2 separate regions of the Rattus norvegicus genome follow, and region 1 is linked to region 2. The links are chromatin contacts, called in public Hi-C maps. All regions are on one chromosome and are shown on one strand. The core of a region is the stretch at or near the end of the contact, and the rest is flanking DNA. Distances in the headings are between cores, read along the strand shown. Region 1 has its middle 68 kb from the start of Dynlrb2. Region 2 overlaps Wwox (WW domain-containing oxidoreductase).

Region 1 (6,494 bases), core at 620-3,119, 1.5 Mb before region 2:
GAAGGGATACCTTACCAAACAGATAAGCTAACTTACAATGATCTGTATTTTTGATCCTATTTCTATGCCCAAGGACCAAACCCTGAGCTCACCCATTACCACATAATTTTGATGTCCCAACATTTATTCTGCTTTCCCATGCTTTGTCAAAGTGTCACCTTTCTTCTAGATGAAGCCATCAAGTTCTATTATGGTTATCAGGTCTCTCAGGAGCCTGACCTTAAGCCACCTGGAATCCCGTACCCCATCACAAATGTTGCCCAGCAGCAATTGTCATATTCCAAAAGAACATTCTAGAAAGAGGACTGATAGGAATGGACCAATTTCAGACAACTGCACACTATGGTCTTTCCATACATTTTCTATTTCACCAAGAATGAAAGTTACTGAGATATGAAACAACATGAGGACCCAGACTATGGCCATTGTTGCCTGACTCCATAGATCAAGTTCTTCCCGGGATGTTCTAGGAAGGAGGGAAAGAGTGAGATATAGTGATGGGCAGAGCTTGGGGGGGGAAAAGGACACAACAGTCCAATGTCATTCTACCATGATTATAGGATATACAAGAAATAGTATTAGAGACTCACATGGGTGTTCAGTTCTGTCTTCCTAGGCTCATGGGTGGACGGTTGAGGCTATGGGTAGAGGGTTCAGAAATGACAGGGTTAGGAAAAACATTTATTCAGTTGAAAATGGAAATAACAGATTTCATGTCAGGCTTTTGTGATATCTATGTTACGTGTTTGCTTGTGTGTGTGTGTGTGTGTGTGTGTGTGTGTGTGTTTGGGCTAGAGGTTGACTTTAGGTACTGAGCTAGGTAGGTCTTAACTTGACACACCTAGAATCACCTGATAATCTAGGTCAGGTGGACTTCTAAGCATGTTTGTTTATGACATTATATCTTTATTAGTGATGTAGAAGACACAGCTCACTGTGGGTGGTACCATCCCCTAGGCAACAACTCCTGAAAATATAACAGAGGAAAAAGCTGGCTGAGGGCAAAGAAGCAAGGATACATTCATTGTTCGCTCTTGGCTCGTACATTCTTACTTTGACTTTCCAAAAATAATGAATTACAGTTTGGAAGTATAAGACCCATTCACCTCCTTGGGGTTTTTGTTTGTTTGTTTTTGTTTGCTCATTTTGGTTTGGTTTGGTTGTTTTCTGTTCAGGATATAAACAGCATCAGAAATGAAACTAGGATAGGTGTCTACTTCAGTAGTTCTCTACCTTAGTTTTTGAGACAGGTTTTCTCACACATTGAATCAGCTGGCCTCTATCTCCACGTCCCCTGTGCTGAGATTACAGGCATGCCATACTGTGCCTGGATCTCATACAGAGGTTCTGAGGGAGTTGAGCTTGTTTTATCATACTTTCATAGCAAACTCTTTACTGACTGAGCCGTTTCCCATGTCCTGGTGGTTGTTTTTAAAACCTGGAAATTTACTGAGAAAATGGTGTCCTCACATTCTGAATTCTGAGACTCAGAGATGGAGCAAGCTTGTGCCAGGCCTGGCAGCGACTGCACCGCCAGACTCAGATGTGGGTGTGAACTCTCGAGCTCTAATGAAGACTTGCTTTCCTGTTTTGCTGCCAGGACCTATGTGCTTCCATTTCCCAATTGAAAACATACTTAATGGCGACAGGTTTTTGGCTTCCCCAGGTCTAAGTCATTACCCTGGAAATGCAGAATACATATCGCAATTGAGGGCTGAGCTGCACTTCCCTGGGAGTGAGCCCTGGCCTTGTCCTCCTCCCACCTCTCCCGGAGGACTGGATCCTCTCATCCGAAATAGTCATCTCTTTATCACACTAGGGCTCTTGTGAGGCCAGTATGTGGGATTTCTGGAATGAAGTCCTCATTGGAAGCAGCAGCTTCCTCCCTTCGCCTCCTCCTCTGGGTGTTGTGGAATGTAATTTTCCTTTGGCAAATAGAAACTGCGGAACGATCCTCACTTGGCTGAAGCTGATCAGGGATGTATTCTGTCCCTCCTCCATTCAAGCTTCCTTATTTTATTTTTATTTTAAATTTTTTCAAATTTCCAATTTGCACTTGCACGCATGAGCATGCGCACGTGCGCATGCACACACACACACACACACACACACACACACACACACACACACACACACACAGACACACACACGGTACATGAAAGCCAGAAGAGGAAGATGAATCCAGTGGAGCTTATTTTATAGGAGGGAGTGAGCTGCCCAATAGGGGTGTGTTAAGCCAGACAGGTCCTCTGTTAGAGCAGTAGTCAAGCTAAACCACAGAGAACTTCTCTAGTCTATAGAGTCAAGTTTTCTAAAATCTCCGGTTTGGGCTATATGAATGAGACAGAGTTGGGTACTGAGCTAAAGGCCTGAAAAATACACGATTCCCATATTTTAGCTTGCCATTTGGAACATAGGGCCAAGGATGACATACGTGTTGGAGGTGAGGGCTCATGTGTCCCGAGTACTCAAAACACTCAGACTGTAGATGAGGAGACTGAGGGTCAGAGACTGGAGTTGTTACTCAGCATCCCCCATAGAGCTGCCAGCAGTGTCTGCAGTAGAGTCTCGGCCTCTGTCTCTGCAAGTGCGTCCCTCCCTTTCCGGTGAGCTCTGGTGTCATTTCTCTGAATGTTTTCCTCTCTGTCTAAGTCTGGCAAGAGGGGCTAAGGGCACATGCATTCTTGTTTACTCCCTCTTTCTGGATGTTGTTGGTGACAAAGACTATTACGGGATGAAACAGTTCGGACCAGACGTGAGGCCCTGGGTACAAGATGATAAATGCAAACAAGGAGTTTGGAGTCTAGGCAGGCTTTGGCTATTTAGGATTCTGGGGCCAGGATTGTGCAGCTTCCCTTTTCTGACATCTCAGCTCCTTGGCAGCTCTTGTGAGTCTGATGATGCCTTTCTCATGGGCAGCTGTCAGGGATGCGTGAGAAACACACTCGGCAGCACCCCACTTGCCCCACATATTTTAATGCCCCCACTTTCTCCTCTTCTTCCTCCCCTACCACCTTCTTTTCTTCCTCCTCCTCTTCGTTTTTCTTCCCTCCTCCTCTTGCACCTCCTCTTTCTTATTTGCAGATTTGTAATCTCAACTCTACCTACATGGGAGATGCTCAAAACCTTGAGGATTCAGCCATGCAAAGACACAGGGCAAAGGGTGTATCTCTCGCGTGTCTGCTATGGATCAGGCCATGGGCTTCTGGAAAAATTCTGTAAATGACTCCTGAGATGCTCTTCACAGAAAAGGGGAGTGTAAATCCCCTCCTCTGCTAGCTCTCATGTTTGAACAACCATGTCTGAGCATGGAGTCCATAAGAATGTTAAATCTAGGCTTTGAAGTTAATCTAAATCACACATGCATAACCCAAGCCAGACCCCAGAAGGTAGAGATGCAACAGCAGCTGTCCAGTGGTTTCGTGCTACCCCTCTCTCTTGGTTTGGATAATCTCAGGCTTCCATATGTACCTCAATCCCTCCTCCTCCCCTCCTCCCCCTCCTCCTCTCCCTTCTCCTCTCCCTCCTCTTCCTCCCCCTCCTCCTCTTTCTCCTTCTCTCTTTCTCTGCCACCCATCCTACTGTTCAGCTCAGCACCTGTCATGGGTCAGCTCCTAGGTACCAGAGGGACACTAGATAAGCAAGTAGGGAGAAGCGTGCAGAGAGTAACTTCCGCTTGGCCCATTTTATGTGAATGCTTGTGTCTAAAGAGCTCTGCCCTGCCTCTCAGCCTTATCCTGTTGTTGCACGCCTAATGTCCCACCAGCAAGAACGACGCGCGGCAACAGGATTCTTCTGCGAGCAAGCCTTTACTGTGTTACAGCTCTTCTTAGTGTTACAGCTCTCTTAAGTGTTACAGCTCTCTTGAACAGGGACCCCAAGCAGCAAAGTCGCTCGACTTATATACACAACAGTATGCTAATTATCTCTCAGGGATTGGTGGGGCATGGATCACCCCACTACTTGTCCTCCAGGGATTGGCGGAGAATGAATCACCTCATTAGCATATTAACGGTCAACTGACACCTGGTGCGTAAACCGCACATGTGCAGTACCGCTGTTCACCACTAGAGGGAGCCCTAGCAAGGGGACAAGCCTGCACATGCGCAGTAAGTCGTTTATATCCAGACAAGGCTGGATGTCGGCGCCATCTTTGTTTCGCCGCGCCGCTCTCTACATCCTGTAGTGCTGCTGACAGGATGGGGAGGGAAGAGGTAGGAAACAAAACGTGGGTGAACTTGGATCACTTTCCCTGACAGGAACCAACATCTCACCCTGGATAGGTCACCGACAACAGACCCAAGTGACAGTTTCATCAAAGTCCAGTTCTTCTAGTCTCCACAGGCGCCTGGAGCACTGCACACTTGCAGCATATAGCCATCGCATGCACATAGATAAAATGAATCTTTAAAATACCAGTATTCGTGGAATTTAAAAGGCAAGCAAATGTCACTAATAGTTGTTAGGGTCATGTTTTAGATGTGTTACTCATATAGACCCTAGCAATTGTTTTTTTATACCTAGTGGCTCATGACTACAGACTTATATGTCAAAAGATCTAGGTTTTGAAACATTCTAAGGACTCAATGTGTGGTTCAATGGCAGAGTGACTAAAGAGAGGATCTGACCCCTGGAGTTGGAACTACAGGTGATTGTGAGTCACATGAGGGTGCTGAGCTCAGGTCCTCGGCAAGAGCATCTAATACTCTTAACTCCGGCCCTCTCATTGAATGGTTTGACAGCCCCCAGTAGTCATGGAATAAAACATAATGTGGCAAGTTCTTACAACTGTACTTGAGAGGTATGTCCTCAGTGGCTCTGTCCCCTCTCAATTTGACCTTCATTTGACCTCACAGCATAACAGTTCCCATGGCATCAGCATATACCATAAATGGGGCAGATGGCTGCCTGCCATTCTGCTGTATGGAGATGCCGCGCTCTATGTAATCATTAGAGTATATTTTTTTTAGAGGTTTTGTTTTCCCTCATACTGAAGCTTTCCTATAAATCTCTGTCCACGCTTATGAATTTTTCTTGGCATTTGCTTCTAGAAGTAGTGCTGTTGGCCAAAAACATGGGGATGTTTTAATACTCTTGATTAACTTTATAAATTTATTTTCAAAGGCATTGTGTGAGCTCTAGCGTGCTTTGGGATTAAGTGTGTGTGTCTCGGTGTACTCCTTGAAGCTGATATTTTGGAGGAAGAGTTTTTTTTTTAATTAACTTTTTATTTGACAGGTAAAATAATATATTTCATTATGCTTCCACTCATGACTGCCGCTTTCTGAAATATGTTGTTCGATTCTAAGTCTTTCCTATGACAAAATGTAAATACACTGTTTTATGTTTTTTTACCAGCAGATCTTACCCATCATTCATGTAAGTTTTTATTTTCACATGGCTCTAGCTATTTGCATTTTACGCTCTGAAAATACCCCATTCTAATTATATGTCCTTTTACCAACAACTCAAAATATCTTTAGAATTTTTCTTGTGTCCATTTATTAAGCAGTTCTATCGATTAGTTTTGTTTTCATTCGTTAGTAAATTTAAAATAGGTTGAAATGGTCCTATCTGGCCATAACCCTTACCCTTCACACCTATTATTTTGCCAACCTTCTGAGCAGATTTCCTCTACCACAACCATCTGCATTTTACCCTCTCAGCCCTGATCACTGGTGCTACCAATTTCATTTTCTAACCATTATGGAGTGTGTGTGTGTGTGTGTGTGTGTGTGTGTGTGTGTGTGTGTGCATGTTTCACTGTTTAACTCTGACCCCGTGTGTAGCTGCTATACAATCATTTTAGACCTTGGGTTTCCACCATTTCCATCTAAGCAGCCTCAATCATTCAATAAACTCATTCTATGTGCTAGCTACTGTCTATGTCTACTATGTAGACTCCCAGAGTCTACTCTCAGAGAGTCTTGCAAAATGGGACCATCTGATGCACTCCTTGATACCTACTTGCTAAGCGACTACTATACATTGGAAACAGTCTAATTGCTCAGCTTGTGATGTTAATTAAAGACCATCACCCTCATATGACCCACATGCTGTAGAAGAGACAGTAATTGATGCATTAAATAAGCAATAATGATTGGAAAATAATTGTAAATAATGATTTACAGAAAAGACAAGGAGCTCAGAAGCGGCGGGTGGTTCAGTTTGATAGAGTGTAGTTAACTTTTGATGGACAGGCAAGACTTGAGCTAAGACTAGGTAAAGCAAATAACCATTCGATCTCTGCAGACCCAGGCAAGACGTATCTTGTCCTAAAGTGGGGCGTGGCTTAATGAGGTAGCAAAGAGGCCAGTGGCTGGATTCGAGCACTGGTAATTGGAGATAGAAATCTAAGACGTTAAGAGAGTCCAGGCCATGTAAAGCCACTGCACAGAACATAGGCTGTTCTTGGAGTAACATATGAGAACAGTCAAGTGTTTCTTAGACAAAGCAAAGGACTTGATCGTACTTAGAAGGAGTTCAGTCAGGTT
Region 2 (6,741 bases), core at 242-2,741:
TCTGCAGATCCCACTGCCATGCTGTCATCACCGTAATCACCTTCATTGTTATCATTTAACAGATAAAAGCTATGTCCTTGTAAGAGACTAAATAATAGCGTTTGTATAGAGTGGAAAAGTAAATGTGTTAAATGAGAAAGACACAAGTCTGGCATCTATACCTGGAGCAGTCAGGCCAGGAACATTCTCTCCCTTACAGTCCTTCCCACTGCAGATGAGCCTTGTTTCCTCTGTTCAGATATCATCTCCTTAGCATGTTCCTCAACACACACACACACACACACACACACACACACACACACACACATCTTATCTGGTTGAATTTTTTAAAAGATTTCTTTATTTATTATATATAAGTACACTGTAGCTGTCTTCAGACACACCAGAAGAGGGCATTGGATCTCATTACAGATGGTTGTGAGCCACCATGTGGTTGCTGGAATTTGAACTCAGGACCTCTGGAAGAGCAGTCAGTGCTCTTAACCATTGAGCCATCTCTCTAGTCCAGGTTGATGTTTTTATTTAAAGATTTTTATTCTATTTTTAATTATATGCATATGGGGGGAAGGGCTATGTGCACATGTATGTGTATGCCAAAAGGAGGCATCATTTCCTGGGGCTGGAGTTACAGACATTATATCTGATGTAGATGCTGGGAACCACACTTGCTTGGGTCCTCTGGACAAGTAGCAGGTGTTCTTAACCACTGAGCCATCTGTCCAGCACTGAGCCTTCTGTCCAGCACTCCACCGTGGTCTGTGTAATATTGGCTTGTCTACTTGTTTAACATCCTCTCCACAATACCATGGAAGTCATGCTAGTGCAGGGGTCTTTTGGTTTGGGTGAATTTAGTATTTTATTATAGCCCTTAGCTCTCTCTGATGTCCAAAGGATAAGTGCAATCTCAATAAATCAACCATTTACCGCATGATTGAAAGGATGCTCTCCAAGTGGTGATTGAGTGGACACCTGAGCGTCTAAGGCTGGGGATGAAGATTCCTCTTTGGACCTGCCTCTTGTGGCCTCTAAGGGTCTGACGAAGATCTGAAGTACCTAGAACCCTGTCAACATCATTTATTTATTAAAAATAGTTTGTTTTGGCTGGGTGGTGGTGGTGGTTACACTGCTTTAATATCAGCATTTGGGAGACAGAGATGGGTGGATCTCTGAGTTTGGGGCCATCATGGTCTAAGGAAAAAACAAACCAACAACAACAAAACCACCTTGGTTCTGTTAAAGCTCCACCAGGGTAGCACCAGGAAAGCTTCCACGGGGGCGTTTCTGAGGCACACATTTATGTGTTATCTGTGAGGGTGGTTTTCCAGGGAAGGCACGTGAGAAAGAAAAGACCTCTCTTGATGTAGATGACACAACCTCTTGGGCTGAAGTCCCCAAGGGGAAAGAGAAAGAAAGTTGAGCAACAGCATTCCCCTCCCTCTGCTTGCCCGTGCGTCTGGTGGTGAGTAAGGCTCTGGGATTGCGTGCTCTTCCTGCCAAGATGGACTTTAAGCCATGAACTGTGAGCTCCTTTCCCTGAACTTGCCTCCAGTCAAGCACTTGGTCCAGGCCACGAGAAAAGCAAGCTTGTTTTTGCTGTAGTTCTCAACTGTGCTCGCCTTAGAGATGCTGGCCCTCTGCATTGATGGTTGGCTAGAAAAGTCTCCCTGCAGGGGCTCCTTGATCTGGAGCCTTTGGTTTTAAGCTAACACGGGAGATGAAGAAAGGGACAGATCAACCTTTATGCCTGCCCAATTCCCAAACCTTTCCCCCTCCCGATTCTCCTTTTCCGATCCTGTGGAGCCAAAGGTCTAACCTTTGCAACCAACTTGCTACCTGGGAATTAAAATAATAAACAAACAAGCAGGGCCTCGGCTATCCTGATTAGGAGATGAGCTCCCAAATCTGGCTGTTGACTATGGCTCTAACACTTACTAGCTGTGTGGTCAGCTGCCATTCTCTGCGCTCTGGGTTCCTGGGCCCAAAAGTGGAGTGGTGGAGTCTATCCAGGCAAGTAAGGAATAGTACAACTATACAGTGTTGCACACAGACCCTGCCACAGAGCCAATGACTGGTGTTAGCTAGGCTTGGTGGTAGCTGCCTTTTCAGGACTTTAAAATTTTATTTAAAAAAAAAAAAATCAGGATGACTTGTCGGAGCCATATCTGTTTCCCGATAGTGGGATATGCAGGGCAGATAATTTTAGATGCTACAGAGATCCCCACAAACTCCTTCCAGCATTCCAAGAGAGGATTAAGTTCATCGCTTTAACTCAGACCTGTCAACTCCCCCCCCCCCAAAAAAAATAGCTGGGAATCTAAACTCGGGTTTGGAATGAACCAAGCAGGTGACTGCCTGGAGGTGGGGAGGTGGGGAAGGTATCATATCATATCCAAGAACCACCTTGTGGGAAGTACACACTGCTGGGCTTCCCTTAAAAGAACCAGCCTGGAGCTGGTGCTGGAGGCCCCAGGATCAGTACCTTTCAACAGAGAAGACAGAAGTGGCTCGGGCCTGGCTGGGGACACAAATGCAATCGGTTATATGGTTTTCCAAGAGAAATCTTCCTTCAAAGTGCTCTCTTCTCTGTAAGCCTTTGTTTGCACATGGGAGAGCAGTAGGGGGAGGAGGCTCTCACCTGATGTGCTGAGAAGACACAATGCAGAAGGTGCTAAGTAAAATGACTAGGAGATCGCACCTTTAATTTCATACTTCGAATTTCTAATGCGTCGGTCTTCCGAGAAGCTTGGAACGCTCACCCAAATTGTGAAATGACTTGGCCCCATCCTCACAGTCATCTCGAGACCAGGATGACAGCATGAACATGTGACACCCTGCTCAACAACACAGACATCAATCATAGTGAGGTCCGGCATTAGGTAAATACCAGTGTATTTATCAGCTTGTGGCCTCGCTGTCACCTCATTCTTTACCAAGTGCTAAGCCGGTTATATGAAACGGGCCTTCAGCAGGGGTGGGGCCTAATGGGGGTGGATCACTGGTTACCCAGAACCAGAGTGAAAAAGAATCCAGCAGAGGATTCTGGAGAGGTGGAAGGGTAAATCGGGAAGCAGGCTGCATGGGGTTCAGGCTCAGCTCAGTAAGAAGCTAAAATTGGGAGACGAGACAGTCACAGACTTGAATCTCAGAAGTGCCGTCTCTGTAGCTGGTGGTAACCACCCCAACAAGCTGCAGTGTGTTAGCATGTACAGGAAGTAGCTGCCCTGGGTTTGGCAAGCAGGAAGTATTTGCCATGTGCCATGTGACCCAAGTCCCATCCCTGGGGATCCACAGAGTGAAAATAGACTCCAAGAAATTGTCCTCTGACCTCCAGACACATGCACACAAGATAATAGGGTTGTTTGCTTGTTTGTTTCACGCTGGGGAGATGCTGTGCAAGAACAATGTCCTGCACTTGGATCCTCAGAAGCCAATCCAAAGCAGGTGAGGTGGTGTAGACATTCACAAAGCAGGAGCTTCTACCAGGACATGGGGGGCAGAGAAGGTCCATGAGACGCTCACAGGGCAGGTAGCATAGCCTATGCAGCAGTGAGTGTCTAGGGAGATCCTGTTTCCTATGAGGTGCGCACCACAGCATACATTTGCTCATAGTCACTGCTCCCTCCCCTCCCCTCCCATACACACAATTTAAAAACAAGCAAACAAGGGCTGGAGAGATGGCTCTGGAGTTAAGAGCAGTAACAACTCTTGGCGGCCTGAGTTCAGTTCCTAGCACCCACAAGGAGTGGCTGACAACTGCCTGTAACTACAGTTCCAGGAGGTTTGATACCCTCTTTTGTCCCTCACAGGTACCCATACATACATAGCATACATGAATTCACTCGGGCACACGTACATACACACAAAAAATAAATCTTACGAGAAAACAGAATTGAGGCTTGCCGGTCTGCACTCTGGGCTAGCGTCTTCTGGGATCCTATGACAGCACCATTTTTCTCAGCACTGGCCACCAGTCTCCACGTTCAGGTTTGTTCTATTGCTGATTGTCAGTCACAATGTCTGACCCCTGTGGACCAGAGACCCTCAGGAGCAAGGCACAGTGTGGCCTTTTGTCTGAGCCTTCTTCATATTGTGTAATACAACAGCCACCAGGGACATCTGGTTTCTTAAGTTACTTAAATTTAGTCAAATAAAGCTTCCAGGCCCTCAGTCATGCCCACCGTGTTTCAAGAGCTCTGCAGCTTTGGGCGGCCATTGAGCTGGACCATCTAGACATAAACCACCTCTAATTTTTTATACAATGTCCTGCAGGATAATGTGAACACATGGGTGGCAGAGACTCAATGTACATGTCTATTATGGAGGAGAGTCATGGAGGAGAGTGAGGGAAGACAGCCAAGAGCATGATGGAATAAAGAAATGAAGGGACAGTAATTCCTAAACAAAACCTAATCCCTAAACATCCCTGCCCAGCACTCATGCTCAACTATCCTCCTTTTCCTCAGAGGTATTTTTAAACATCACAGAAGACACGAAGACATGCATGTTGTGTAAACACGGGATTTGGTGGACTAAATGCTCACAAGGACTCCAAATGAACTAGAAGGTTACAGAACTGGGCTGTTGCAGTACCTCAGCCTTAAAGAATTTGCTCAACATCTGCAAGGCCCTGTGCTCGAGCCCAACACCGCTAAAACAGAAGAGCTTACACTTCTCAGTAGGTCGCACATACCGAATGGACAGCCATGTCCACAGTTCCTACACACTATGACCAGACCTTCTTTGTGGGTCCTCTGGGTCTTGTGCTGGTTAGCATTTGTCAACTTGATACAAACTAGAGTCACACAGGAAGAAGGAACCCCAGCTGAGGAATTATCTCCATTAGACTGGCCAGTGGGCATATCTGACTTGACTACTGACTGATGTGGGTCCAGTCCACTGTGGGTGGCACCACTCCTAGGCAAACCAAGAGGAGCAAGCCAGTATGCAGAGTTCCTTTAGGTTCTCTACTTCACTTCCTGACTCCATATTCTTGCCTTGACTGCCTACCTTGTCTTCCCTCCATGATGAACTTCAATATACAAACCCTTTCCCAAATTGCTTTTGGCCATAGGATTTATCATAGTAAGTGAAAGTAAGTTAGGACAGATTTCCACTTGATGGATGAGAAAACTGAGGAAAAGAAGACATGGTTTAAGCTAAGGGAGTAAGGGAGTGCAAAAGGCAAGCAGGTCAATGCTGGAGTGCCAATCTCTACGTTTATAGTCCAATCAAATCTAAGAATCATCCTGAAAGTAGCACCCCATATGCTTGAAACATGCAGTGCATTTTCTTTCTCCTCCATTCACTTTCCAAGCGTCTTCTGTGTTTGGAAGCTGAACTGGGGCCTACTGAAGAAGCCATGATGTCTTTGAAAAGGCTCCCCATGATCTGTGGGAGCAAACATCTGATCTCCACAGGGAAGAATAATTAATGTTATGACATGGTCCTGAAGTAAGGGTTCTGGTGGCTCCCACTTGACTCAGAAGGACACAAACTCCTATAGAATCTCACTATAGACTAGTTGAGCAATGTCAATGAGATTCAGGAGGAAACAGTGAGGTCAAAGCTCCTTTGGGTAAAGGAAACAATAGCAAGAATTGCAGGGGAAATGACGGTAAAGATTACAATAATACTTCTCATCCAATGGACTCCCACTTCCTATGTGAATTACAGCTGTGTACCTTGTTGCTAAGGTTCACATCCTGTCTATAAGGAAGACATTTTTAGTCTCATGGGAGCAAGGTGGTAATGGAGTTTCAGGGCTACCTCTTTCCCCATCAGGTTTGCAGAAAGGTGGGTAGTCGTCTCCAAACCTTTGATACCCTGCCCTAGAAGGGTGTCATGGTGGCTTCTCGGTTTCAATAAGAGATGAAGAATGCATGTGAGTATAGCTGTTCTTGAAGAAGCAGACAAGCCACAAAAGAACATCACTTTGGGGCAGAAAAAAAAATAGTTCAATTTTACTCATCAAAAAGCCAGACAGGGTGGGGGTGGGGTACACACTGTGACTCTCAAAGACTTGCTGGGAACAGTCAAAACACTCCTAAGTTGCAATCTATGAGATATTTTTGTTACATGTTATTATTGGCGAAGGCTGAATATAGCCCTGATAATTTCTCAGTTCAATGAACAGAGAGACGAGGAGCCAGGGAAGCAAGAGGAACTGAGGTATTTCAGGAGTCAGACCCTTCTAAAAATAGGACCATGCTTGATGGTGGGATCTGATGAACATGTCTCCCTTTCTCCTCCTTTACCTGTGATGTGGGCATTTATGTCTACTCCTTTCTGTTCAGCTTGCCTATCTTCTCAGTAGCCCCTGAACAAAATGACCGTGTTAGCCATGGGCGACTCTATGCTTTCCCCTAAATGGGTTTGTGTACTAAGGTATTCCAACTTTGTTCAGGCACATGCCTCTTCTTCAAAAGGCCTTTCCAATCCTTCTATGATTGGAAGATGAACGTATTTACTTCCTTGGTGTCCTCTGAGGTGGCACCTACTTGTGTACTGCCTTATGCCTCCTCTCCAATTTGAATGTACTGTTCTCTTCCTCCCTACTGCCCTAGGAAACTACAGCAAGTGACCCTGGTACCCTCTTCATCTGTACATGGCTCTATCTATGTCGCAGGACCATGAGCACCAGCATGCCATAGGTGATGTGCAATTTATCTTTGACATGGTGGTGACTGATGATGAATTTTTGCTCCATGGCTCTGTAAAGGGATTTGGAGCATCTCTTGGGGG

What was found. Hi-C and Micro-C count contacts between places; a contact is called where the count stands out from the background.
Region 1: a contact with region 2 is called in a Hi-C map of mammary epithelial cells, with 3 times the contacts expected there. The contact joins two enhancer-like sites. A contact is called at or near these places in 3 of 12 Hi-C or Micro-C datasets (the A7r5 cell line, Schwann cells and mammary epithelial cells).

What each region holds. Positions count from the first base shown.
Region 1 is chr19:61,358,271-61,364,764 of GRCr8, reverse strand. It overlaps the pseudogene LOC120098592. Among named protein-coding and RNA genes, the nearest start is that of Dynlrb2, 68 kb to the left of the region's middle. Within about 2 kb of position 1,869, at least 6 of the 93 cell types and tissues checked have an H3K27ac peak or open chromatin away from gene starts, as enhancers often do.
Region 2 is chr19:59,892,946-59,899,686 of GRCr8, reverse strand. All of the region lies in intron 8 of Wwox (WW domain-containing oxidoreductase), which reads right to left. Among named protein-coding and RNA genes, the nearest start is that of Trnal-cag16, 340 kb to the right of the region's middle. Within about 2 kb of position 1,491, at least 11 of the 93 cell types and tissues checked have an H3K27ac peak or open chromatin away from gene starts, as enhancers often do.